6 separate regions of the Mus musculus genome follow, and all the other regions are linked to region 2. A link is a contact called in public Hi-C, HiChIP or PLAC-seq and promoter capture Hi-C data. All regions are on one chromosome and are shown on one strand. Each heading gives the region's core, a stretch centred on a gene start, on an enhancer-like site or on the middle of the called end of the contact. The rest is flanking DNA. Distances are from core to core; before and after follow the strand shown. Region 1 has its middle 87 kb from the start of Gc. Region 2 holds the start of Slc4a4 (solute carrier family 4 (anion exchanger), member 4). Region 3 holds the start of Rufy3 (RUN and FYVE domain containing 3). Region 4 has its middle 52 kb from the start of Gm35855. Region 5 has its middle 35 kb from the start of Gm35855. Region 6 has its middle 110 kb from the start of Gc.

Region 1 (3,733 bases), core at 280-2,779, 480 kb after region 2:
GCCACCCTCAAAAGGGTTCATGTCTTCAGGTCTACAGTGCTTATCGTTTCCAAAGTACTGGAAACTGGGAGAGTCCAGGTTACCCGGCTTCATACATAAGAAAATAATAACAACAAAATTCAGTCATCTTTGCTAGTGTATGCCACTTCTCCCTAAGAGCATACAATTCAGTTTATGACAGAACTCTTATGCCCAGCCAAAGCTTGGAGGGTTCATAACTAAAAGAATCCCCAGGGTAATCCATGGTTTAGGTCATGCTCATCGTCCTTGAGAAAAAGAATCAAGATTCCAAGGACATAGGTTATCTGAGCAGCTAAAAAAAAATCATATCTTCACTGAAACAAAGATTTCCTAATGTCTACTGAGATAAATTTTATTGAACACCTGTGGGGAATTGTCCCATATTCTGTTACTTCCATACTTCTGCTGTTACAAAGAAACTATAGCAAAAGGCAAGATTCATCTTTGAAATGGCCAACTTTTATCACTTGGTTTCTAGAGAGTTCTATTAATCAAATTAAAATTGATGACTGAATGACAAAACCATGGATGGGTTTCCATTTGTTGGCCCTGGAGAACTTTCCCTCAGAGAATGGGCTGCTTTCAAGACCAAATCCATCCTATTTTTGCTTCTTTTTTAAGGAATTTTCAAATAAAAACATAGATTTCTAAGGTTCCTGGCACTCCTTAGGCCAGTTAATTCTATTATTCTATATATCATTCTTCATCTTGAGATTATCATAGATGTTTGTTTAGCTATCCATACACGCTGGACCCAAGATGGCATATGATGTAAATATTCTAATTCTGTATCTCACAATTTTTATTTAAATAAACATCTCCACTCCTTTATTGAAAAAAGGGAAAACTGGGTTGGCCATACTGGATAAGGTGAGGCATAAGTATGAGATTTTGTGTTAAGTATGGAAATTGTAAGAATAATATTTTACTTTTGCATATCATTAAACACAGCTCCTCTTAGGAAGATTTATGTTGTCTGTGTCCTATTCTTAGAGTACTGTGGTTCTATGGGAGTCCTGGACAAAGTGTAAAAAAATCTTTCTACTTCAAGGCTTTGGGCTGTCTGGAACTGTGTCACATGACAAGACTAGTATTCACTCCTCTCTTGATTAAGTCAGGGCAAGATTGCTTCATTTTCAGGATATCGGTGTGTTAGCTCTAAAGAACACATCTCCCTTAGCTACATGGGAACCACTGCAGTTTCTGCTGCTCTGTTTTCCAAAAGGCTGCTAATTAAACATGAAGTCTTTGCCTCTCCTTCCAGAAAATATGTGTCCAGACAGCACTCATTGTATTTAAGCACAGGAAAGGCAGTCTTTTTTATTCTTGTAGTTTCTTAAATGTATTTTTTGACTCTCATGATGTGTAAGACTAACACACAGACGTTCTCTGGGTTAACAAAGGTTCCATTTATAATCTTTTGACTTCACTGTGGTATGCAAGAGATTTTTCTCTCACTTGTGCTCTGTCCCCTGGCTAGGACACATGATTGGTGGGTGCTCTCTTGTGACATTGCTGCAGCTCTGGCCAGCACCAATTATGAAGATAAACAACCAATGCTGCAGTGGACTGTTGCTAAGTCATGGTGATTCATAGCTCAGCTGTATTATAATAAGAATGATAGTTGACTTCCAGTGGTGTCCTTAGGAAGTAACTCCACTGTACATCAAGGAACATCTGTACAGTGGGGGAGTGAGGGTATGTACACTCAAAATAATGCTCACCCTCAAATTCTAGTATTGGATACCTTACAATTGTTTGCTTATTTGTTTTGTGTTTTGTTTTTAAGACAAAGTTTCTCTGTGCAGTCCTGGCTTTCCCTGGAACTTGCTCTATAGACCAGGCTGGCCTCAAACTCAGAGATCTAACTCTCTGCCCCCCAAGTGCTGGGATTAAGGTGTGCACCACCAAGCACAGGACCAGGGCTTAGATGCCGAATCTTTATCTTGGGGATCTATGCAGATGAGAAGTCAGGAGGGCTGTAGGAGCCAGAGGTGTTGACAACTCCAAAGAAACAGCATTTTTCAGACACAAGGGAACTAATGATCATACGGACTGGTGGAGACTATGACAGTGTCACAGGACCTGCATAGTCCAAACCAGACAAAACCCAAGCAATGAAAGAGAAATGGACACAGAGTCTCATCCCTAACCAAGAAGATACCTGCGTTTGGTAGCTGCTGGGAGAGGAAAAATCAGGTTTCTTCACTTTAGTGACACGAGATAGCCTAACCACACCCAGGGCTGGGCACATGCTTGGGAATCATTAGACACCACAAAGTACACCCCGTGGTTCTTTTCATTCCCCAGAGAAATGTGTGCTGTTCTTCTTCAGTTACTTGACCTGCATTTGAGACTGCTACTCTCTCCACTCTCCCATCTGTACCCTCCTATTTACCAACTACGATAGTCAGACGTAGACACACCACACAGCTTTGTTTCTGTTTTGCCAGGAATCAAATCAAACCCAGGGAATGTATCAGGAGGCCAGGAACTATGCTACTGCTTTCCAGAACTGGGACCTAAATTCTGCACCTGTGTTCAGCCACGGGAACTTCAGATCAGTAGCACGCCCTGCTTACTTGCATAATACACATTATGTATTTATTCCTTATATCGCAGCCTTGTATCGCAAGTGTATAAATTGCACTTTTGGAAAACACTTCCCTCCTAGCATGTATGAGTTTGGAAACAGTACTACAAATGTTCAGACTTCTGGGTATAAACCATACTTTGTGCTCTCAGTTGAATTTTAATTGACAAACGAGTACAAGGAAGGGCCAGTGGTGAAATGTTACTAATAATCGTTGCCACAGGGTATTTTGTCTAGGACATTTAACAAAGTAATAGCAATTTGAGGCGATCTAAAGTCACCTATGCAAAGGTTCAGAGAAGAGGGTGTGATGCCTGTGAATCTATAAGGACGTATGCTTTCTCATGCTGTATTTTTATGTTATTGGGGAGCTGTGATCTCACCCGTGATTGGGATGCTGTTTATCATAGCAGCAGAAACCTAAGACACCCTGACCCAAAGCAACCTTGGGAAAAAAGGGTTCATTTCAGCTTACAACTTCTCCATCACTGAGGGAAGTCAGGAACTCAAGACAGAAGCCTGGATGCAGAAACCGAATCAGAGGCTATGAAAGGGTGCTGCCTACTGGCTTGCTCCCCATGGCTTGCTCAGCCTGCTTTTTTTTTTTTTTTCCATTTTTTATTAGGTATTTAGCTCATCTACATTTCCAATGCTATACCAAAAGTCCCCCATACCCACCCACCCCCACTCCTCTACCCACCCACTCCCCCTTTTTGGCCCTGGCGTTCCCCTGTACTGGGGCATATAAAGTTTGCAAGTCCAATGGGCCTCTCTTTGCAGTGATAGCCGACTAGGCCATCTTTTGATACATATGCAGCTAGAGACAAGAGCTCCAGGGTACTGCTTAGTTCATGTTGTTGTTCCACCTATAGGGTTGCAATTCCCTTTAGTTCCTTGGGTGCTTTCTCTAGTTCCTCCATTGGGGGCCCTGTGATCCATTCAATAGCTGACTGTGAGCATCCACTTCTGTGTTTGCTAGGCCCTGGCATAGTCTCACAAGAGACAGCTATATCTGGGTCCTTTCAGCAAAATCTTGCTAGTGTATGCAATGGTGTCAGCATTTGGAAGCTGATCATGGGATGGATCTCTGGATATGGCAATCACTAGATGGTCCATCCT
Region 2 (3,705 bases), core at 46-2,545:
TATTACCTATGTTAGAAGTGTTGGAAGCAAGAGTTAGTATGTGAAGTGACTTCTCCCGTGCTTATGTATTTGGGTGGCTCAACGGTGACTTTCACATACAAAATGCATGAACAGGAAACACAGACATGCTTGCACCATATGATATGCGGCATAAGCCCATTAAATGGCCACTCTACAGGAGTTTTCAGAACATTAGATAGTGTCTGTGCTGGCAACTGCTCACACCTTAAAGGACTGACGGCAGTCGTACTGGGCTATTGACATAATTGTGATTTGCTTGGCAAGGGGGTATTTAATTAGTTTCATCAGCATAGTAAATATGAAAGATCATTTTGCAAATGTAAGAACCTGGCTTAGATGGCTGAGGGTGTTTCCTTAATTCAGACATAAGCCACCAATGACACTCCTGTGTCCCCCAGACATTCTTTGTCAAAAAAGATGACTGGTGACTTGATATGGGCGCTGACAACACTTTCTTTACCAACACACGCCAAGTTTTGTAGAGTAGCATCCGGAATGATCTGGGCAGGCAACTTCAGGTTCTTCCCATGTGGGGGGACTGAGGCCATCTGGGTGAAAAGTTGAACCTATCTCTGGTTGCGAGAAGCCTGGCAAGGCGAGACTGCGGGGTCGGGGGCCAGATGCCCCCTCCAGCCCCGGGAGGGCGCAGCGTGCTGAGCCCCCGGCGAGGGCGGCGCAGCCAGAGGCCCCTCCCCTCCTCCGAAGCTCGGGCGGCTGACGCGGAGCGGCGGCCGGGAGCCGAGGGGGCCGGGCGGGCGCGAGCGAGGGCAGGGCAGGGGGCCGGCCGTGGCCACTCGCCGCTTTAAATATGGATCGCGGGCTCGCGCTCGCCGCACAGCTTCGGCCGCCTAGCCCATCCCCGAGCCCGGCCTCGGCTGCAGCGTCGGTTCCCGGCAGCCACACAGAGAGCCGGGCGCACACGCGGGAACTGCGGGAGGCAGAGTAGAGCGGAGCCGCCCCGCCGCCGCCGTCCCCTCCCCGAGGCCAGCACCTCTGCTCCGCGTCGCCGATCCCTCCCCGCGGGGCCGACCCTCCCGCGGCCACCCTCGCCCCTCGGCCGCCTCCCCGACGCACAGTGCGCAGCCACCCACCCGGCGCCAAAGTTGCGACCGCTGCCCCGCGCGCTCTGCGACCGGCCGCGCCAACTTCCCAGCCCACGCCGCCCGGGTCCCCGCGCTCCCCCGCCTCCCAGCCCCGGCGGCGCGCGGGGCAGAGCTTAGGTGGCGGCGGCGGCCGAGGTGGCGGCGAAAGCGGCGGCGGCGGCAGCGGCGGCGGCGGCCGCTGCAGCCTCACACTCGGTCGCCAAGCTGGAGGAGCGACGGAAGCCCGACCCCAGGAGGTGAGTGGCCCAAGCGGTGGCAGGGAGGGTCGGCCACGTCCCCATGCCTCGCCCGCGGGGTGGGCACTGGGTGGCAGTCCCGCAGGGCGCGCGGGCGGCCTCGGTGCGTCCAGGGAGGGACGCAGAGAGAGAGAGAGAGAGAGAGAGAGAGAGAGAGAGAGAGAGAGAGAGAGAGGTCAGTGGCGGGCCAGGCATCCCCTGGGCTGGGCGCCGGAGAAGTGTGGACACCGCTGCTGTTGCTGCGGAAAAAGTACTTTTTATTCTGTCTAAGCGTTCAGATGACGACTTTGGGTGGTTCTGTTTTCCCCCTACTGCATAGCCGCCTGCACGTAACCGGGCGTTGTTGCCACGACTGTGGGGCCAGTAGACGCCCGGGCTGGGCTCAAGAGCAGTGACACTGTGTTTCCTTGAGCCCGGGTGGTCGCGGTGTGGCTGGGAACCTGCTTGAGGGGGGACACACCTCCAGATCCTTAAGCTCTGGAGGTTGGGGCAATAGTGCCATCGAGGCCGTGGTCCCTACTTCACTGTCCGCTCCAGGACCGGGCACTTGCATCTCTCCCTGGCACGCCGGAGGCGGGGGTGAGTCAGGCAGATTCTCTGCAAGCGGCACACATTTATTTGCAAGGGGGTGGGGGGAGTCAGAGGTTAAACTGGGATTTCTGTGGGCTGGCGACCGTGGAGCTCTCTCTCAGGTACTGGGCAGCATGTGCATCTTGGCAAGGACAGGTGATTCCTTTCTTAAGTGCATTGCCCTCAGCCTTTGCCAGTCTGTTAAGAACAGCCACCGAGCGACAGCAACTAACTGCAGCGGGCTCCACAAAGAGGAAAGTTCTCCGAGAACAAAAGGGGAAAAGAAAACCCCTCAACTTGGGAAACGCCAAGAAAGCATGTCTGCCTTGGCTCTAGCAAGTAGAGCCCTTCTCGGTTCCCTGTAAAGGTGTAGCTTTGCCTTTCTCCACTCCTAGAGGCCCCACCTTCTCAGCAAGATTGCCTGCAGCAAGTTCTTCCAGTCTGAAGTTCAAGTGCTCAAAGCACCTTTCTCTTCCCCTTGCCACTTAACTTCTCTCTCCCTTTTCACTTCAGTGCTAGACAGACTTGCTCTGGGTGAGAACTCCCCGACGCTGGGCTGCAATAACACAGTCTCGAATCCTGGAAAGGCTCTTTCTTAAGGCGCTGCATCGAACTTCCCTTTCTTAATCAGGGACTTAGGGTTGCGATATTATCTGAATGGAAGTGTGTATTGCTCACTAGTGCCTATACTCACTGTGATTTGAAGAGATTCTCTCTGGCAGCCAGTCCTGTGCTCAGCGGCTCAAAGACTTAAAAATAAATGTTTCTAAGAACCCTGGTCCTTGTGTTTGTCACATTAGCGAAATACTTTCCAGTCATTATTGTACCTTAGACTGGGGCTATTTGTACTTCATTCAAAGGAAGCGTGCCTGCTTTGTAAAGCTTTCATAGCAGAGAAAAACTTTTACTTTCATTTTAAAGTTAAATCTAAACAGGATTCTGATCTCTCACATTAAATGGTGAAATTTAATAGTTTTTACCATATCTCCAGGTATAGGTGAGATGGTACAAAACTCCCATACCTAGGTAGGATAGGAAACTTCTGCTATGAATTCTTGAGGTATAGGGCACATATATGGATGGGGTGAGAGACAGAAAATGGGATATTTTGGTAGTGCCAGGTATATTTGAGAAAGCAGAAAGCCTCATCCCTTTCTGTCTTACAGCATGAAAATGTCAGTATCATTATCTGGTTGAGGACTATTTTTGAAGACATGCAAGGCAGGTGCACTTTTCAGGTGGCCAGAAGTATGCTCAATTTGCTGATGTGTTCCGTTTGGTTCACTTTGTCAACATAAGAGAACTCGCAGTGTATGACAACAAGTGCCATCATTTTAAACGAAGACATTTGGATTTATAGAGATACTGTATAAAAGGAAGACAGGCAACTGTAGTGGAAGGAAAAAAAAATAAAAAATGTGTTGGAAGCCAGGCAACCTTTGGGACATCTCCCAGCACACCCTGGTGGTAATCTCATTTTTCACTGAGCTCTGGCAAGTGCAATTTGAAGATTCTGATCTCTTGTTCTGATAACATGCACGATAGTCTCTAGCTCACAACTTAAAGGAAAACAGCACTTAAGGAAGGAAACACACTGGTGAATCACTGTAGGTAATCAGGTTTCCCTGCCTGCCTTTGAGGGCGCTGCAGTCCATGAGGACTGCTATTGTTAGGGGAGCCAGTCCTGGGAGAATGCACTGCTGCAGAAGTGTGGCCAGGATACTCTGTCAGCTTGTTCCCTGATGTTCCTTTTAAACGCTAGGAATAAAGGCTTA
Region 3 (3,920 bases), core at 63-2,562, 320 kb before region 2:
TAATTTTAACTTTTACAAAATCTCTATGAATAATTTTACACAAGAGGACAAATAACTTAGGCAGGTCTAATAAGATCAACGGGTCAAGGAAATACCAGAAACTGAAAGCTACTAGTTAATTTTCTAAGGGTGTTTAAAGTTAGCTTCCTTTTCAAATATTCCTTGTTTTAAAAACCTCAAGACTGGCATTAAAGAACTCCCGTGATGATTTCTAGTAGCAATTCAGCAATTTACGGAGAATAAGAAATATATTTTCTTTCTGAAAGTTTCACTTTCTCTACGGAGTTAAGGCTTAGAGAAGATGGAAGCTAGTGTACAAAACGTCCAGACAGTAATTTCTATTTGATTCCATAGGAGTCTGCGACTCAAAGCTATCCTATCTCAAAGTGCAATCCACCCCAGAGGAGTGTCAGCAGTGCATCTAGCCTGTAAATACCACCTCTTGGAAGCCAAGGCAGGAATTTCAAAGCCAGCTTAGCCTGGGCTTCAAGTGAGCCCACCTACCCCCTCGATTAAAACAAAAAACTGGGAATTTTCTTTTTTTTGGGGGGGGGGGCGGGTTTACTTTGCGCACGTACCGATTCAAATATATGAAATAAAATACGGATGGCTAATTTACTAACAAAAGACAAATACTACGAAAGGGAAAACTATCAACCTGTAATCGGCAAGTGTCCTATAAAGTTTGAAGTAGCTGGTTTAACCCACCCACACGCACCTGCCGTTCTGGAAATCTGGAGAACAAAGTAAGAGCAAACACAACGGTTTCTAAATCGACCTCATGAACATGGAACAAAAACCGGTGGGAAGACTATTGTCTCCTCTAGTTTATCCTATTTAAAGTTCCTGAATCAAAACCGTGAGCCAACCCGTTGAAGGTCTAGTGTGTAAACAGCAAACCGTAGTTTAATACTTAGGGGGTGGGGGTGGGGTCTTTAAAAAAAAATACGAGCATTGGCCTTTTCCGCCCAGATCTTTGCGCCTCTCTCTCCGGTGACCCGCGAAGTTGGCGGTTACACACAGACAACGCCGCTCGGTTCAAGCACCTGGCCAGCAGGGTCCAGCCGGGTAGCAGAGGACCAGGCCAGGCTCACTCTGGGCCCCGTGATCCGGAGGGATCGGCGCTCCGGAGCCCAGCGGAAGGTGCGCGGAGGACGAGCAGGACGCTGCCCCCTAGGGGCGCCGAGCCGCGGCGGGGGGCGGCGAGCGAGGCGGGGCGGAGGCCGGAGGCGGTGCTGGGCAGGCCGCGCCGTCGGGGCGGGGCGGTCCTCAGCTGGCCGGGCCCCGGCGGGGCGGGCGGAACGCGGAGCCCAGGCGGCGGCGAACGGCGGACGGTGGCGGCGCGGGCACGGCGGGGCATCCGATCCTCGCCGTGAGCCTCGGGCCTGGCGAGGCGGCTGCACTGCGAAGCCGCAAGCGAGATGGCAGAGTCGCCGGCGCCCGGCGCGGCTGCTGAAAGTTGCGGCGAAGAGCAGGAGAGGGGCGGGGAGCGGCGCCCCTCCGAGCCGCTGGAACCGCGCGGTGCTAGCGCCCGCGGCGCGGACCGGGAGGACGAGGCGGGGCCCTCGGAGCCGGACTCGCCGGTGGCCGCCCCCTTCTTCCTCCTCTACCCGGGCGATGGAGGCGCGGGCTTCACAGCGCGCCCGCCACCGCAGCGCGCCTGGAGGACCCCGCCGTCGCCCGGCTCCCCGCTGCCCTTCCTGCTGCTGAGCTACCCGAGCGGCGGCAGCGGCGGCGGAGGCAAGCACCGTGAGTGTTGGGCACGGGGACCGGGACGGGGACGCGGTGGCCGGCCGAGCAAGACGGGCTCAGTGGAGCTCCGCCTCTCGCCGGGTTTCGGAGCCGCGCGGGCCGGGGGTGGGGTCCGCGCGCGGGGGCGGAGGCGGCGGCGTGCCCCTCGGCGGTGTCCACCCCTCGGTCGCCCCAGGCCGCGGCCCCGCCAGCTCGCTCCCCCTCGGCTTCCACGTGCTGGGGCCGCGGCGTCCCCTGGCGCCGGCCGGCGGCGCCGCGCACTGGCGCCCTTCCCGGAGGAACCGCGGAGCTGGCGTCCGGGACCGGCTGACGCGCCCCCACCGGTTCCCAGCCGCGGTGGCCAAGTAGGTGTGGCTGCCGCGCCGCCGCCCTGCGGCCTCGGCCGAGCCAGGGGGATTTCTTTGAGCGTCCCCCCAAACCCATGAGGGAAAGCGGTGACCCTCACCCCCCACCCCCACCCAAGTAAGAAAAGAAATGGTCCCGAGGTACGCGAGAGGAAGGAAAGGGAAAGTGTGGCTTAGAAAGGGCACCTCCCAGTGTTGTGTCTTTTGTCAGAGAGACGCTTCCACGCCTTAAAGCCTTGGCCACACTCTAACCCTCCCCAAAATCAGCGAACCCCCATTGGTGCTGTTTTAGGCAACAAATGTTTATTGCTGTTGGCCTTGAGTGGGTCTGTGAGTGTATGTAATGACAGGACTGGAGTGTCAGAGATGGTTTAAAAAAGATAAGACCTTAGTTAAAATTATGAAAAGACCTCTGACAACTCAAAGGATGCTGTAAATGCCAAATACCGTGCTATAGGTAGGAATTCTGAAAAGGGAGGGAAAGTTCCCCGGGGGTAAGTGAGGCTCCCCTCCCTCCTTATTTTTAAAGCTCCCTGATGCAGATCTTGGTTTGACAGCTCTCTGCTGCCAAGAAACTGACTTGGCTTTTTCTGCCTCCCCATCCAACCCTGTGGAAAAGATAAACATTTGTTGAATGTCTCCTGTGTGCGAGCACCGCGATTACCAACGCTATCAAGTCTCTGTGAGCAAAACAGACAACCTCCTTTTCAGCTGAGGAAGCCGAAGATTAGACTAATTACATGATTTGTTTTCAGTAACAGTTTTATGAAGCAAGCATGACCCAGATTCCTTGTCTTCCATGACTGAGCTCTTTAATCAAACATCCGAGATCCAAACTGATCAGATGGTGTGTGTCGGGTTAGCAGGAAGGAAGTTCGGGATTCAGCTAGGGAAAGGCCAGTGTTAGCTCTCTTCTTACCTAAAACGTGGTCCTAGGCAGATCTGCTTGAATCTTGCAAAAATAACATTTCCTCTGAGTTGTGTGCTCTAATCTCCAGATAGGAGAGTTCTGATAGGCGTTCTTTTGTACAGCAGAGGTAAAGATAAGCAAATTCTCCACGATGAATAATTTTCATTTCAAAGGAATCACCTCTTTTGTTCCTTTTCTATTTCTATGAATTCTTATTATAACCACATCACTACAGAAGGAAGGAGGTGCTTTTTAAACAGCAGTTAGTTCTCCATGCAATAACTGTACATGATTGACATAGATTTTTTTTCATCTGTTGGCTAGTATCAAGTGTAGGGACTACTTGAATCCCACTTAATTTGTTTGATTTTTTTTTCTGCTCAGTAAAGATTGGCTTTATTTATATTTAAGTATTATTAGAAATTTGGAGCTAAGTGTGATCACAATAGAGAGGGAAGATTCAAATCCCTGGGGCTGAACCTTGAACAATCCTGAGTGTGCTTTTATACTGTGGCCGCACAGTACTAGCAAGTCTGTGGAATGACTTGTTAGCACATAAACATCTTAGGATCAACTTACTTTGTAATAGTTCAAGGTACAAAACATGATTCTTTCCTCCGCTGCTTTTACAGACTAGTTATTGACAGTGCAGTCTAGCAAAAATATACTGGCTACATCCTTTTGTGGGGAATGGGGGAAGGTGGGAGACAGTGCCTCACTATGTAGATCTGTAGCAGTAGCTGTCCTGGAACTCTGACCTGGAGCTCACAGAGATCCATCCACCTGCCTCTGCCTGGAACACACTGGGATTAAAATCGTGCACTATACTTTTAAAAAGATTTAGTTTTATTTTAGTTGCGGGGGGTGGGGGGGGGAGATGAATGCCAGCACCTTCAGAAGCCAGAGAGGCATTG
Region 4 (3,715 bases), core at 790-3,289, 390 kb after region 2:
ATCCCAGCCCACACACGTGACTCATTCCACTGCCGTTCTCCTTCCTCCTAAAACCTCACTCCAGTCAGGTTGTAGGATGCTGCCAGGTCACTGTTCCTTCTGGGGGCATTTTTAAAATTTATTTTGTTTATTTACATTCTAGCTGTTGCCTCCCTGCCCCTGTCTTCCCCACACAGTTCCTCATCCCATTCCTCCTTCCCCTTGCCTATGAGAGAGGGTGCTCCCCCTCCACCCCGCAGACATCTCTCTTTCCTGGAGCCTCAAGTCTCTTGAGGTGCATCTTCTCCAACTGAGGGCAGTTCACTGCTATATATGTTTGGGGGTCAGGTGGTAGGGGCTCAGAACAGCCCATATATGTTCCTGGTGGGTACCTCAGTCTCTGGGAACTCCCAGGGGTATGGGTTAGTTGAGACTGCTGGTCTTCCTATGGGTCGTCCTCCCCTTCTGCTTCAATTCTTCCCCAGATTCAACCATAGGGGTTGAATTTAGTCCAATGGTTTAGTGTAAGTATCTGTGTCTGTCTCACTGAACTGCTGGTAGGGCCTCTCAGAGGACAGCCATGCTAGGCTCCTATCCGTACACCAACCCCCACCCCAACCCCTACTTCCCAGTGAGATGGATCCTAAGTCAGGCTGGTCACTGGACTACCTTTCCTTCAGTTTCTTCTCCATTTTAGTGCCTGCAGTTCTTTTAGATAGGACCAACTCTGGTTTAGAAATTTTGACTGTGGCTTGGTAGCCACATCCCTCCACTTGAGGCCCTGCCTATCTACTGGAGGTGGACTTTTTGAGTTCTCTTTCCCCAGTGTTGGGTATTTTGGCTAAGGTCATCCTTATTGAGTCCTGAGAGTCTCTTATCTCTCAGGTCTCTGGTATTTTTAAGAGGGTCCCCCCAACCCGGAAGCTGTCTCCTGACCCTTTCTGTCCTAGCTCCCGTATCTGATCCTGTTCCTCTTTTCCCCTCTCCCTCCCCTCTCCCACCCAGGTCCCTCCATCCCTTTGCTTCTCATGATTATTTTGTTCCCTCTTCTAAGTGGGATTGAAGTCTCCTCATTTAGGCATTTCTGCTTATTACATTTACAGTCTATGGGGTGTATCATGGATATCCTGTATTTTTTGGCTAATATTCCATTTACCAGTGATTACATCCCATGTATATCCTTTTGGATCTGGGTTACCTCACTCAGGATGGTATTATCTAGTTCCATCCATTTGCCTGCAAAATTCATTGATGTCCTCATTTTTAATAGTTGAACAGTATTCCATTGTGTAATGAATATCTTCTTATTCACACAGAAACTTTGGGCTATAGCATCCTGCATAGACCAGCCCTTTACCACTGTGTCCTCTTGTCAAGTAACGTGGGCTCCTGTTTCCCACATCAGGTCATTCTTCCCATACCTTGCCTGGACTCTGAAACCTTGTGGCACATGCCTGTCTCATGACTCCTTTTGTTTCCCTCCTTGAACTTGCTCTGCCACTCTGGGCCATGCCTGTGGGCATGTTCCCCTGCCACTGCCTGGCTGTCTAGTTATCTTGTGTGATGCAGGCATACTTCACCAGGCTGCTTCCTGGGTGAGGTGGGTACTCAGAAGACTCACCCTGGTCATACTCTGACCCATCTTGCCTCCCTTGAGCTGAGATGCTCAGCCACACTGATTGGTTAGAACTGAAATGTCCAGGAACATACTCGAGGGGGAAAAGAAAGCATCTTAGTCTGTCTGAAATCCCATTCTCTCTAAGTCTCAATGAGCCAAGAGTGGCAAGTTTTCTTTGGTAAAATCTTACAGAACTAATATTTTAAGATACTTATACACCATCCTGATGTTCCACAAGGTCCAGGGAAGAGTTTTTATTTTACACCACCACCACCACCACCACCACCACCACCACCACCACTGGTTTTGTCTTTTCTCGGGTTAAATTTAGCACAGGAATTTCCCAGTTTGGTTGAAACCTGTTTGTCTTGCCTGCTTTCTGTGTACTTTGTACCGTGTGACCTAGCACTTCAGCTTCGCTGAACTCTTTGCCTACCACAAATATGCCATGCCCTTTAGCACGTCGGCAGCCTTTCTCCTTCTTTCCTGGTGTGCCCTCACCCTGTGTGGTGTCTAGAAATTGCTGACTCATTCTTCAGGATTCTGACCAATTTGCCCTTCTCACTGAAGTCTTTCCCAAGTCCTGGTGGTAAGTAGGCCCTTCCTGCTTCTCCAGAGAGTGTCTGAAAATGGGCAATTGCAACTCTGCTTCTGCTTAGCTGCATAAAGTTCAGCAAAGTTCTCAGCTTCTTCAGGTGTGAAGTGGCTTAATAACTGTATCAACTTCAAATGGTTGTCATAAAGCAGAGAGGAGATCAGTGCAATGTTAATCATTGGTGCTATTATTATTGTTGTTGTTATTATTATTTATTACGAATTATATTTTATTTCTCATAAAAGAGTAAGCTCTTCGCTCCAGGAAGTAATTCAGCATCAACAATATATGTGATCAAATATCATAATATGTGATCAGCATTTTCTGACTGAATTAAGTCATTGTGCAAATACTTTTCAAATGTGTGCCATTGTGTTAGGCAATACTATGATCAAAATAATTATGCTTTCTGACCTCCTGGAAAATACAGGGTGGTGGGGAAAGAGGGACTTTTGCAAATAATTACACAGGTGAATGAATAAGGAAGTGAATAGAAACTGTGATAAGTCTATATAAAAGGATAATGATTGTCATAGAAAGGTATGTGGTCTTTGTCCCCAGTTCCTGACACAGAGCTTCTAAAGCACTGGGACTTCCTGAGCTGATGACCACAGGAGCACTGTTTGTTCTGATGATGCAATACTTGGCAGACCCTGTAGTTTCAGGGTAAGAGTGGAGGTTTGAAGCACAGAACACTCAATCCAGACCCTTAGGTATAGTGGCTAGGGGCTGGATATTGAATTCATTATCAGTGATGGCCAATTCAATCAACCATGCTTACCTAATGAAAATATCCTAAGAAGCTTGGGGTGCTTGCAGGTTGATGATCATATCAAGGTTGTGGAGTTGTGGCATGTCTATATAGGACAGGAAAACTCTGTGTTTACCTCCCTCATTCCTTGTATATGTATGTGTTCCATTTGGCTGTTTATTAATTGTATTGCTTATCATATATCATTAATAGTACAGTGCTTGCTATAGACTTATTAGCCATGCTGTCAAATTGTCAGACATGAAGAGGGATGCAGGAGCCCTGAGTTTGCATTCAAGATAAGCAGGAGTGCATAACTTGAAGACCTGATTCTTATGACTGGCACCTAGAAGTAGTTCAGTGTCATGGACCTGGAGCCCTTAAAACCTGCTGAATCTGATGTTAACTCTCTTGATTGTACTGGATTGAGTGGCATAGCCCCAAGTTGGCATCAAAATTAGTTGTTATCAAGGAGAAAAGAAAACAACACCACCCTTCTTATTTTAGTGTCAGAGACACAATAAGTAAAGCTTAATCAGACCATGATGGAAATGATTAAAATGGGATGACAATGTCGATTAGAAGATTTGAAGTATTTTTGACAATGTGAATTTTTCCTGAGACCCAAATGCTGAATAGAAACCATAGAAAAGAAAGTCTGTCTGTGAAACTGTGTGGCACTAAAGAAATTGGCTCCATTATGCTCCGTTTCTGGATGTGGGGAATGGGGGTGTAGAAGAGTTCAGAGTAAGACTGAAGAGGAAGGCTGAGC
Region 5 (4,132 bases), core at 274-2,773, 370 kb after region 2:
GAGAACTATTTGTCCAGTGGGGTTCCATGGGTCACACAATGAATATTGGGTACTTTATCTACTTCTCAGTCAGAGGTCTTTAACTTAGCCTTTATCTCAGGTAGAAAGAGGGTGCACAGAGTAACAAGAGAGGTAAGTTTAGGATCTTGGCAGTTGGTGAGAAAAGAAAGATGGGAAGAAAAGGGGAAAAGAAAGTTAAACTGCATTAGAAACCATAAAGCCAGCAGTGGAGTCTGGCAGCTCCTGCCCCACAGCATGCTCCTCACTGTGGTGGGAGCTACTGCCTCAAGACATGCTCGCCATTATGGGACAGGATCTCTTCTGTCCCATAATGGCAGATTAAAAGATCTTATATCATGTGATTTTTTTTTTAAACTTTGGGCTGGTTGTCTTGTGGTTGTAATACAGGATTTCCTTTAAATGCATAAGGTGTCTTACTTCAGAAGGTCCTAGGTGAGGCCCTAGAGGAGAGGTTCACAGATGGCAAGTCCAGGAAACTTGTGAGAGATACCTATGACTTGTCTGTGTATCCTAGCAATGGGGGACCTCAAGGGGGGAATAAAAAGGAGCCCCTTTGCAGCCATCTGCTGCACGGCCTCACTTGGAATAGGAGTTGCCAACATGTTGGTATCTTCTAGCATAAACAATGATTTTTGTTATTAGGAACAACATTCTACAAATGGCATAGGTAGTCATCCATAAGTTCCTTTACAGATGGAGACAAGGACAATACAGCTTGTAGTGCTCATTTCTGGCCTTGGCTAGGGCCTAGTTTGAAGTAAGACACTTTATGCATTAAAGAGATAATTCTATATTACAACCTAACCCAAAGCCATCATTAGAGGCCCTTTCTTTGCCTACTTCCACAAACACTTACCCTGCAGAAATGACTGAGGCCTACCCCACCTGCTGAAAGCCAACTGCCCTTAAATTATTGAAGTTCTGACTTACTGAAACGAAGATTTGCTGAGAGCTGGCTTCTCCTTACTCTGCAGAGACTGGCAACTGTCTCCGCCTTACATTACATTTCTTTGTTTCTTTGTTGACGCCAAGCATCTTGCTGTGGCAAAAAAATAGCCGAGCTGTTTGCTCTCTGCGCATTATTTGCTTTAAAAGAGCGCATTAGATCTCCTTTCATTAGAGACATGACAATTGCTATAGTTGTGGTAGTGTGTATGTGTGTGTGTGCACGTGTGCATATGCATGTTGGTGCGTGCTCGTGTGCATGTGCATGCGCGTGTGCAGGCTGGCCTGAAACTGACTTTGCTCAGGGTAGCTTTGACTTTATGGTGCTCCTACCTTAGCCTCTCAAATGCTGGGATTACAGGCATGAACCTCCACACCCAGCTAACATCTTTGTGGTGTTGATTCTAAGGAATGTGCTGCGCCTTTCCAGTTCTTCATCTCAAGCCATTAGTTCTGATGTCTGTGGTTTCCCTCCAAGCATGATAAGCATGTGTGGCAAGACAGTAAAGATATGTGCATGATTTATTTCTTAGAAGCACCCCTGGGAATCATCTTGAAGAGCAGCACAGCACACTGGCAGGATTCTGAATGTGCTTCCCCCTGAGAGTTCAGAGAAGCTGGCTTCTAATATTTCCTTACTTCATAATGCCTATTATTGCCCTGCATTGCAAGCCATTCCCCTCAACCCTGCTTTCCCTATGTCTCACCCCAAGACAGATGTCTAGAATTCTGCCCCTGATAATTATTCATTGGTTTTGCATGTGGTTTTCATATTATGTGGCCATTATCCTAAGGAGCTGATTCTACTGTTGAGATGATTAGGAGCCGAATCCATGCGGCGTGGCTTTGACAGCCCACTAATTCAGCTTGGTCTAACCATCATGATTAAAGACAATAAATAATTCTAGATTCTGCTTGTTTTGTCTTCCTTTTACCAAATTATGGCTGGTTGGTACAGTGTCCCTTGATTTATTAATCTGACACCTTTTGTTTCTGCTGACTGGGGTTGATTAATTCTTACTTCTTCTATAGTATAGGTCTGTCCTGTGACATTGCCTTTCCACAAAAAGAAACCTGGGGCTTGAACTGAGGTTTTTATGCTGATGGAGACAAGCATTTTATCAACTTAGCCATCTCTCTAGCTCTATTTTTCTTTTTTATGTCTCAATGTTTTCAACTATTAAATGTTGCTAAATGTTGACAAGACTTCCTGTCTTAGAAGGCTGTCTTATGGATAAAATTAAATTAAATAATGTCCAAATAAACAATTTGGCTATTTTTAATAGCCAAATATAAATGATTAAATAGTTTCTAGCAAGTTAGTAAGTAATGAATGTTAGCTGGGTTAACAGTACACTCAGTTCCATGATTTTAGGAGTTGAATAATTCTGAGGATATATCCAACTTTGACAAGAACAAGCTTCTCTCTGTGAAGTAAAAATTCTCTTGAGATAAAAACAAGAGCCATTGTACTTTATAAAATTAGGAGAAACCGGATTCTACTGGGTAACCTGACCTTATGAGTAACTCACAAATGGTAGGGAAATCAGCAATAGGGAGAAAGACAAACTGACATTTGCTCTCTTTCTTCCTTGCATTAAGATGACAGAAAGTAAAGTAAATAATATTTGCAAAATAAATCCTGTTATATAGTATGTTGAGAGTTTGAAAAAATTAAAAGCCTGTCAAAATATAAATTATTATAGGTTATCAAGGTATGAATATATCGTTATCAAGGCATGATGGTTTCCTGCACAAATAAATATCTGACAATGTCATCATCTGACAAACGACTTTTGAAAGTCTAATATTGGATAGATGTCAAATGAGGTAAGTTCAAATATGGGTAATAGTTTTATAAAATCATTTAGATTTAGGTTGTACTATTTTTTCTTGTCTGGGACTATGTTAATATTTTCTTGCTTTTGAGCACCAGTAAGATGGTAGACACTGGAAAGAAAGTTAATCCAAAGCTCTGGCTTCAATAGTTTGAGAGTTGAAATGCAGAAGTTTATAAAAGCCCACTACATCTTAAACGTAAGTTAATGAAAGCTCACTGCAATGTTAATGAGCCATCTGGCTTTATGAATGTACCTTATTAGTTCAATGCGAGGAATAATTGAAAAAGGAAAAGAAAAGAAAAGACACTAGCCCAATCACCGTCAACCAAATCAAATCAACAACAACAACAACAACAACAACAACAAAATAGCAAATGGATAGAATTGTAATTGTCTTTTTTTTTTCTTAATGTGGATGCTAAGGTTCCAGTACTCCTCTGACTAATTTGAGATTGAGAGTGTTAAAAAATAAAATCAGCACTTAGGCAGAGGTAGGCAGATCTCTGTAAGTTAGAGGCCAGCCTAGTCTACAGAGTGAGTTTCAGGATAGCCAGTGCCACACAGTGAAATCCTGTCTTGGAAAACAAGTCACTGATTGATGGTGATGATGGTGGTGCTGGTGATAGTGATGATAATGGTGGTGGTGGTGGTGGTGGTGTGGTAGTGATGATGGTGATGATAATTAAAATCAGAAGGATAAAATCAAAATGATTTCAAGAATTTTGTTTGTTTATTTGAAATAACTGATCCCACCTTCTAAAGTGCTGGTCTAAAGTTAGGTATTTGAATGAACCTTATCCAGTGTGGTCCTTTCTTAGAAACACTAGATTTGCTGTTCCAACAGGGTAGCTTTGGTTAAATCATAGCTTAAAATGTAAACTTGAAGATTATTGATACTTTTGGGGTTTTTTTTCATATGCAGATCCAAGACCAGAGAAAACCCTTGTGAAGAGAAAACGCAGAGGGAGCTTATGAAGGTGTATGGGGAGAGAGTTGAGATCTCAGTATCACAGCTTACAGGTACAGCATCAGAGGCTTAGCAGCCCCAGTTATAGTCTTAGTTCTGGTCTGTGAGTTGGGTCTCTGTCACTTGTGATCCAAAGTCCCATCTATTATAAATATATACTAATCTGATTTCTGTGGCATTGAAACAAAATAAGATTATTCTACCTCTTAGCACCTTTTGCACATATAAAATGTTATTGCTTTTCCTAAAACACTCATTTCTGTGGGCTGGGGAGGTCATTTCGCTTGCTGTGTGAGCACTAGCTCCTGAGTTGGATTCGTAGAACCCATGTGAGGTAAGCCAGCATGGCTGCACACAT
Region 6 (4,061 bases), core at 1,032-3,531, 460 kb after region 2:
TATAGCTGCTATGAGTTCCTAACTGCCATAGCCACGTCATGTCCAGAAGACAGTATTTTATAGCCCTTCTCACCCATAGCCTCTTACATTCTTTCTACTTTGTCTTTCAAGATGTTCTGAGTCCTGGTGGTGGTGGTAGTTGTGGCAATATTGGTGATGCTGATGGTGATGGTGGTGGTGTTACTGGTGCTGCTGGTGCTGCTGGTGCTGCTGGTGCTGCTAGTGCTGCTGCTGCTGGTGGTGTGTGATATGTATGTTTTGTCTAGGGCTGAGCACTCAGTCTCTATTCTCAGCATCTTAGCCAGTTATGCATCTTTCCATTGAAAAGGAAGCTTCTCTGACCAATGTCAAGAGAAGTCCAAGTCTAGGGCATAAATATAAATATTTAGAAGAAAAATTGACAACTTGGCAAAATAAAATACCCTAGGATATGTGATCTCATCAGCCATGGGTTACAGTGGTGGTTTGATTGAAAATAGCCCCTTAAAGGGCCATAGGGAGTGATACTATGTAGGCTTAGATTTTTTAAAACTTAAGGTTTCAAAATGCTTCCACCACCTTTCCAGCCCACCATCCAAAGGTAGGAGAGAAAAGATGGTAAATAGGACAAGGGGATGATACCCTGTTTAGAAATAGTTCTTTGGGGTCAATTCCAGTCTCTGCTATTCAGGATGTCAGCAGTAGTGTTAGGATACTAACAGTCCAGTTCAAAAAGTATCACCAAACAGGAATTAGTAGTGCTGCCCAGTCCAGCAGAAACAGCCAGGCCTCTGTCAAATTGGCACAAGTCAGCTTAACCAGATAAAATCAGCAGAAACACCAGAAGATCTCTACAGTACTTCTCTCAATGAAGTAAAGATCAGTGAAGACGCAGAACCGTGTGCCCCATCACTTCTGTTGGGTCCTACATATACTCTCTCAAAACATCAAGTGTCATCTCACGGGTGGTTCTTGCTTTGGGAAAATAATTACATGCTCTGCATCATATGATACACCCAGAAAATTCCACTTCAGTGACACTGTTAGGAGATGTGGCCTTGTTGGAGTAGGTATTGTCTTGTTGGAGGAAGTATGTCCCTTGGGTGGGGGTGGGGGAATCTCTGAGGTTTCAGACGTTCAAGCCAGGCCCAGAACCACTCTTTTCTTTCTGGTACCTGTTGATCTGGATGTGTAACTCTCAGCTACTTTTTTAGCATCATGTCTGCCTGTGAGCTGCCATGGTTCCATGATGAAAATGGACTAAACTTCTAAACTGTAAACCAGCTCCAATTAAATGGTTTCCTTTGTAGGAGTTGCCACGATCATGGTGTCCCTTCACAGGAATAGAAACCCTAACTAAGACAGCTTCTGACCAAGATTTCAATACCAGGCTTTAAATTTCTTTCTGTAGAACAGTCTCAAATACAATCAGAAAATAGTTACCAGCTACTTCAAAACAGTCTTGCCATCGCCCTACTCACGGGTACATCTTACCTGGTAGGTTGCTGTTTTAGCATATAGGGTACACTGATGACTAAAACCATTGACTTTTTTCTTTTCCTTCTGTAGTAGCTTGCATTGAGTCATTCAGCACAATGGAAGTTAGCCAATAGGAAGGAAGTTTCCTCATTGTTTGTGATTAATTCCTCTATGCCCTGATGTCAAAGTGTAGGTTTTCCTCAGCAAGGGAGTCTTACTATGTTGCTGTGGTAGGTAACTGGTGATTTCAAATGGCACCCATAAGCTCCTATGCTTCAATTCTTGGTTCCCATTGGTTGGAACTATTTAGGAAGGATTAAGAGGTGTGGCTTTATTGGAAGAAGTATATCACTGTGTTAAAAGTATTCATCAGCTCTAAAATATTTTCAGTAGAATCTTTGTAGTCTCTTATTACAAAGAATCATCTCATCTGCAAATAGGGATATGTTAACTTCTTTTCCAATTGATATTCATCTCATTTCCTTGTCTTATTTTATTGTTCCAGCTAAGGTGTCAAGAACTATATTGGATAGGCATAGAAAGAGTGAATACCCTTGCTTTGTTCCTGATTTTATTAGAAACTCTTAAATTTTTCTCCATTTAGCACAATGCAGACAATAGGTCTGTCATATATAGCCTTTATTATGCTGTGTAATTCTTTCTGTATACCTAGTATGTCATTGTCTTTTATCATGAGGGTATGCTGGATTTTGTCATAAGACTTTTCTGCATCTAATGAGGTGATCGTGTGATTTTCAAGGAGGAAGGAAAGCTGACAAAGTGGCTTGGCATGGTTAGGCCTTCAAGACTGTTGCAAAATTGGCAGTCTTCCTTAGACTGTGTGCTCTCCTGGCAGCTACCTTTTTAAGTGGGTGGAATCGACACACAAGGCTGCTGAGGTTTTCAATAAGGATTAGTAATCATTAAGAAGATGCTTTCTAAGGAACTGAATCCCCACCATCCGCATAATCACCAACTGATCCAGTTGTCTGAGACAGTCGCTAAGTCTGTCCATTTTTCTGAGCTACTCAGAAAACGTTAACTTTCCCTTTTCCTCTATCTCTCTTCTCTTCTCTTCTTGACACTTTGGGCTTTACTTGTTCTCCCATTCTCCTCTTACCATCATATGGCTGATCTTCATGTGGGCTTAAGTCAAGCAACATAGGTTTCCTACTCCTCTTCCTCCTCCTCCTCCTCCTTCTCCTTTATTTTTCTCCTTTAGGAAGCTGCATAGGTGCCAAGATTACAGCTTGTTACCCTCTGAGTTTTTCTCTTAAATGCTAATAAAAGTGACCCTGAGCTTCTTTTGGAGTCTGTTCTTAAGGTCTTCTATTGACATGACTATGAACTCCCAAAGGGCACCTGATTTCCTCAGAAACAGTGGTGACTCAACTGAGATTACCCAGAACTTCTGCTAACCACATCATATGTTCTGAAAAGACACTGTGTGTTAGATGGAAGGATCTATAAAGGTCAACAAGCTCTCATTGGTGATTGCATTCCCCAAGTGTTCCTTCTCCAGTATATCCTTGGTCTAATTTTTGGAAAAACTATTGAGAGTAGTGTTATCTCTGATCACAGTTACATTTTGTTGCTATTTATATATTAAAGCTTATTATAAATCCACTTATTTATCTGTGTTATATTTTCCTGGTGAAATCATTATGAAGTGTTAACCTTTAGCCAGATGATATTTCTTTATCCAATGTTTGATTAATCTGGTGCTAATGCAGCCAATCCAGCTACACTTTAACTAATGTTTTAATTATATGTCTTTCTTCCATACTTTACGTTTTAGAATATTTTTATCTTTACCATATAGGTTTTGTGTAGAAAGTATCCAGGTGGGTGCCAGAGTTTAGATTTGGAAAACTTTCGAAAAGCTCAGTAATTGGAAGACTTGGTCCCCAGGTGATGGTCTTTCAGGGAAAGAGTGGAATTTTTTAGGTCTAAAGTCGCCACCCAAAATGGCAGTACTTGTGACAATATCCTAAACAGAAGACGATATCTTAAACTCTGACCAGGAAAACAGAAGGATTGTCACTGAGTAAACAGAAGTCTAAACACAGGATTTCTGTTTACCAGAAATGTTCTCTAATAAGCTCCTAAAGGTTAATTACCTCCGGCAAGGGCATCGAGCTCCCAGTCAGCCTGAACAACCCGAGTCAGCTCAAAGACCCCGTCTTGCTAGCTGTCATATAAAATCTGCTTGCTTTTCTGCCATTTTGCTTCTCTTTGCCTGCCTGCCCCCAACATAGCCTTGACAGTTTGATCCCCAATAAAGCTTTCTCTCTACCCATGGATTGATCTAATTTTGTGGTTTCCTTATACTCTCACAGAATTTAACAGGAGGGCTGACTAGGAGGTCTTAGAGCATTTGTTCTCCAACGGGACACTGACCCTATTTTCTCATTTCTTTCTTTTGTTCTCACTACTCAGTAAGCTCCATCTCACGCTTCTCGTCAACCAGAGCCTAAAAGCTGCCAGGTCATAGATGGAAACCTCTAAACCCACGAGCCAAGGAAGCCTTTCCCTTCCGACATGACAGTTACCCGTTCAAATATTTGTTGAAGAAACAGAAACCTCATTAACTTAGCTAGGTC

The links. Promoter capture Hi-C pulls out the DNA fragments that hold promoters and counts their contacts. A called contact is a pair of places that touch in the nucleus more often than the background predicts. HiChIP or PLAC-seq counts read pairs in DNA pulled down with a chosen protein or histone mark.
Region 1: a Hi-C map of adipose-derived mesenchymal stem cells shows a contact between it and region 2, with 2.7 times the contacts expected there. The contact joins the enhancer-like site here to the promoter of Slc4a4 in region 2. A contact is called at or near these places in 13 of 39 promoter capture datasets (the 3T3-L1 cell line, 3T3-L1-derived adipocytes, the HPC-7 cell line and 9 more), 3 of 15 datasets of contacts at CTCF or cohesin (large pre-B cells, pro-B cells and stem cell-derived epiblast-like cells), 70 of 484 Hi-C or Micro-C datasets (3T3-L1-derived adipocytes, the AML12 cell line, the C2C12 cell line and 37 more), 21 of 115 datasets of contacts at active chromatin or transcription factors (PVALB interneurons, astrocytes, bone marrow-derived dendritic cells and 15 more) and 3 of 9 other capture datasets (adipose tissue, embryonic stem cells and pancreatic islet).
Region 3: a promoter capture Hi-C map of embryonic stem cells shows a contact between it and region 2. The contact joins the promoter of Rufy3 here to the promoter of Slc4a4 in region 2. A contact is called at or near these places in 4 of 39 promoter capture datasets (embryonic stem cells, hematopoietic stem and progenitor cells, liver and 1 more), 2 of 484 Hi-C or Micro-C datasets (LSK cells and muscle stem cells) and 3 of 115 datasets of contacts at active chromatin or transcription factors (astrocytes, embryonic stem cells and pancreatic cancer cells).
Region 4: a contact with region 2 is called in a FOXA1 HiChIP or PLAC-seq map of pancreatic cancer cells. The contact joins the enhancer-like site here to the promoter of Slc4a4 in region 2. A contact is called at or near these places in 2 of 39 promoter capture datasets (the HPC-7 cell line and liver) and 4 of 115 datasets of contacts at active chromatin or transcription factors (embryonic stem cells, kidney, neural tube and 1 more).
Region 5: an H3K4me3 HiChIP or PLAC-seq map of neural tube shows a contact between it and region 2, with 4 times the contacts expected there. The contact joins the enhancer-like site here to the promoter of Slc4a4 in region 2. A contact is called at or near these places in 6 of 39 promoter capture datasets (the HPC-7 cell line, cranial neural crest, frontonasal cranial neural crest and 3 more), 6 of 115 datasets of contacts at active chromatin or transcription factors (craniofacial prominence, embryonic forebrain, embryonic limb bud and 3 more) and 2 of 9 other capture datasets (adipose tissue and embryonic stem cells).
Region 6: a contact with region 2 is called in a promoter capture Hi-C map of liver. The contact joins the enhancer-like site here to the promoter of Slc4a4 in region 2. A contact is called at or near these places in 5 of 39 promoter capture datasets (the C10 cell line, the HPC-7 cell line, cranial neural crest and 2 more), 16 of 115 datasets of contacts at active chromatin or transcription factors (craniofacial prominence, embryonic basal ganglia, embryonic forebrain and 8 more) and 2 of 9 other capture datasets (embryonic stem cells and pancreatic islet).

What each region holds. Positions count from the first base shown.
Region 1 is chr5:89,368,807-89,372,539 of GRCm38.p6, forward strand. No RefSeq gene overlaps it. Among named protein-coding and RNA genes, the nearest start is that of Gc, 87 kb to the right of the region's middle. Within about 2 kb of position 1,530, at least 29 of the 459 cell types and tissues checked have an H3K27ac peak or open chromatin away from gene starts, as enhancers often do. A contact at or near this core is called in the AML12 cell line, the HL-1 cell line, the STO cell line and 2 more, where this site is marked.
Region 2 is chr5:88,885,965-88,889,669 of GRCm38.p6, forward strand. Slc4a4 (solute carrier family 4 (anion exchanger), member 4) reads left to right here and starts at 1,296. Exons shown (of 27, transcript NM_001359211.1): 1 at 1,296-1,360.
Region 3 is chr5:88,563,728-88,567,647 of GRCm38.p6, forward strand. It overlaps Rufy3 (RUN and FYVE domain containing 3), which reads left to right and starts at 1,313. Exons shown (of 18, transcript NM_001289774.1): 1 at 1,313-1,749. The coding sequence starts at 1,422. It overlaps Gm42107 (predicted gene, 42107), which reads right to left and starts at 1,831. Exons shown (of 2, transcript NR_168902.1): 1 at 1,047-1,831.
Region 4 is chr5:89,275,717-89,279,431 of GRCm38.p6, forward strand. No RefSeq gene overlaps it. Among named protein-coding and RNA genes, the nearest start is that of Gm35855, 52 kb to the left of the region's middle. Within about 2 kb of position 2,040, at least 56 of the 459 cell types and tissues checked have an H3K27ac peak or open chromatin away from gene starts, as enhancers often do. A contact at or near this core is called in kidney, liver and pancreatic cancer cells, where this site is marked.
Region 5 is chr5:89,258,753-89,262,884 of GRCm38.p6, forward strand. No RefSeq gene overlaps it. Among named protein-coding and RNA genes, the nearest start is that of Gm35855, 35 kb to the left of the region's middle. Within about 2 kb of position 1,524, at least 6 of the 459 cell types and tissues checked have an H3K27ac peak or open chromatin away from gene starts, as enhancers often do. A contact at or near this core is called in neural tube, where this site is marked.
Region 6 is chr5:89,349,585-89,353,645 of GRCm38.p6, forward strand. No RefSeq gene overlaps it. Among named protein-coding and RNA genes, the nearest start is that of Gc, 110 kb to the right of the region's middle. Within about 2 kb of position 2,282, at least 3 of the 459 cell types and tissues checked have an H3K27ac peak or open chromatin away from gene starts, as enhancers often do.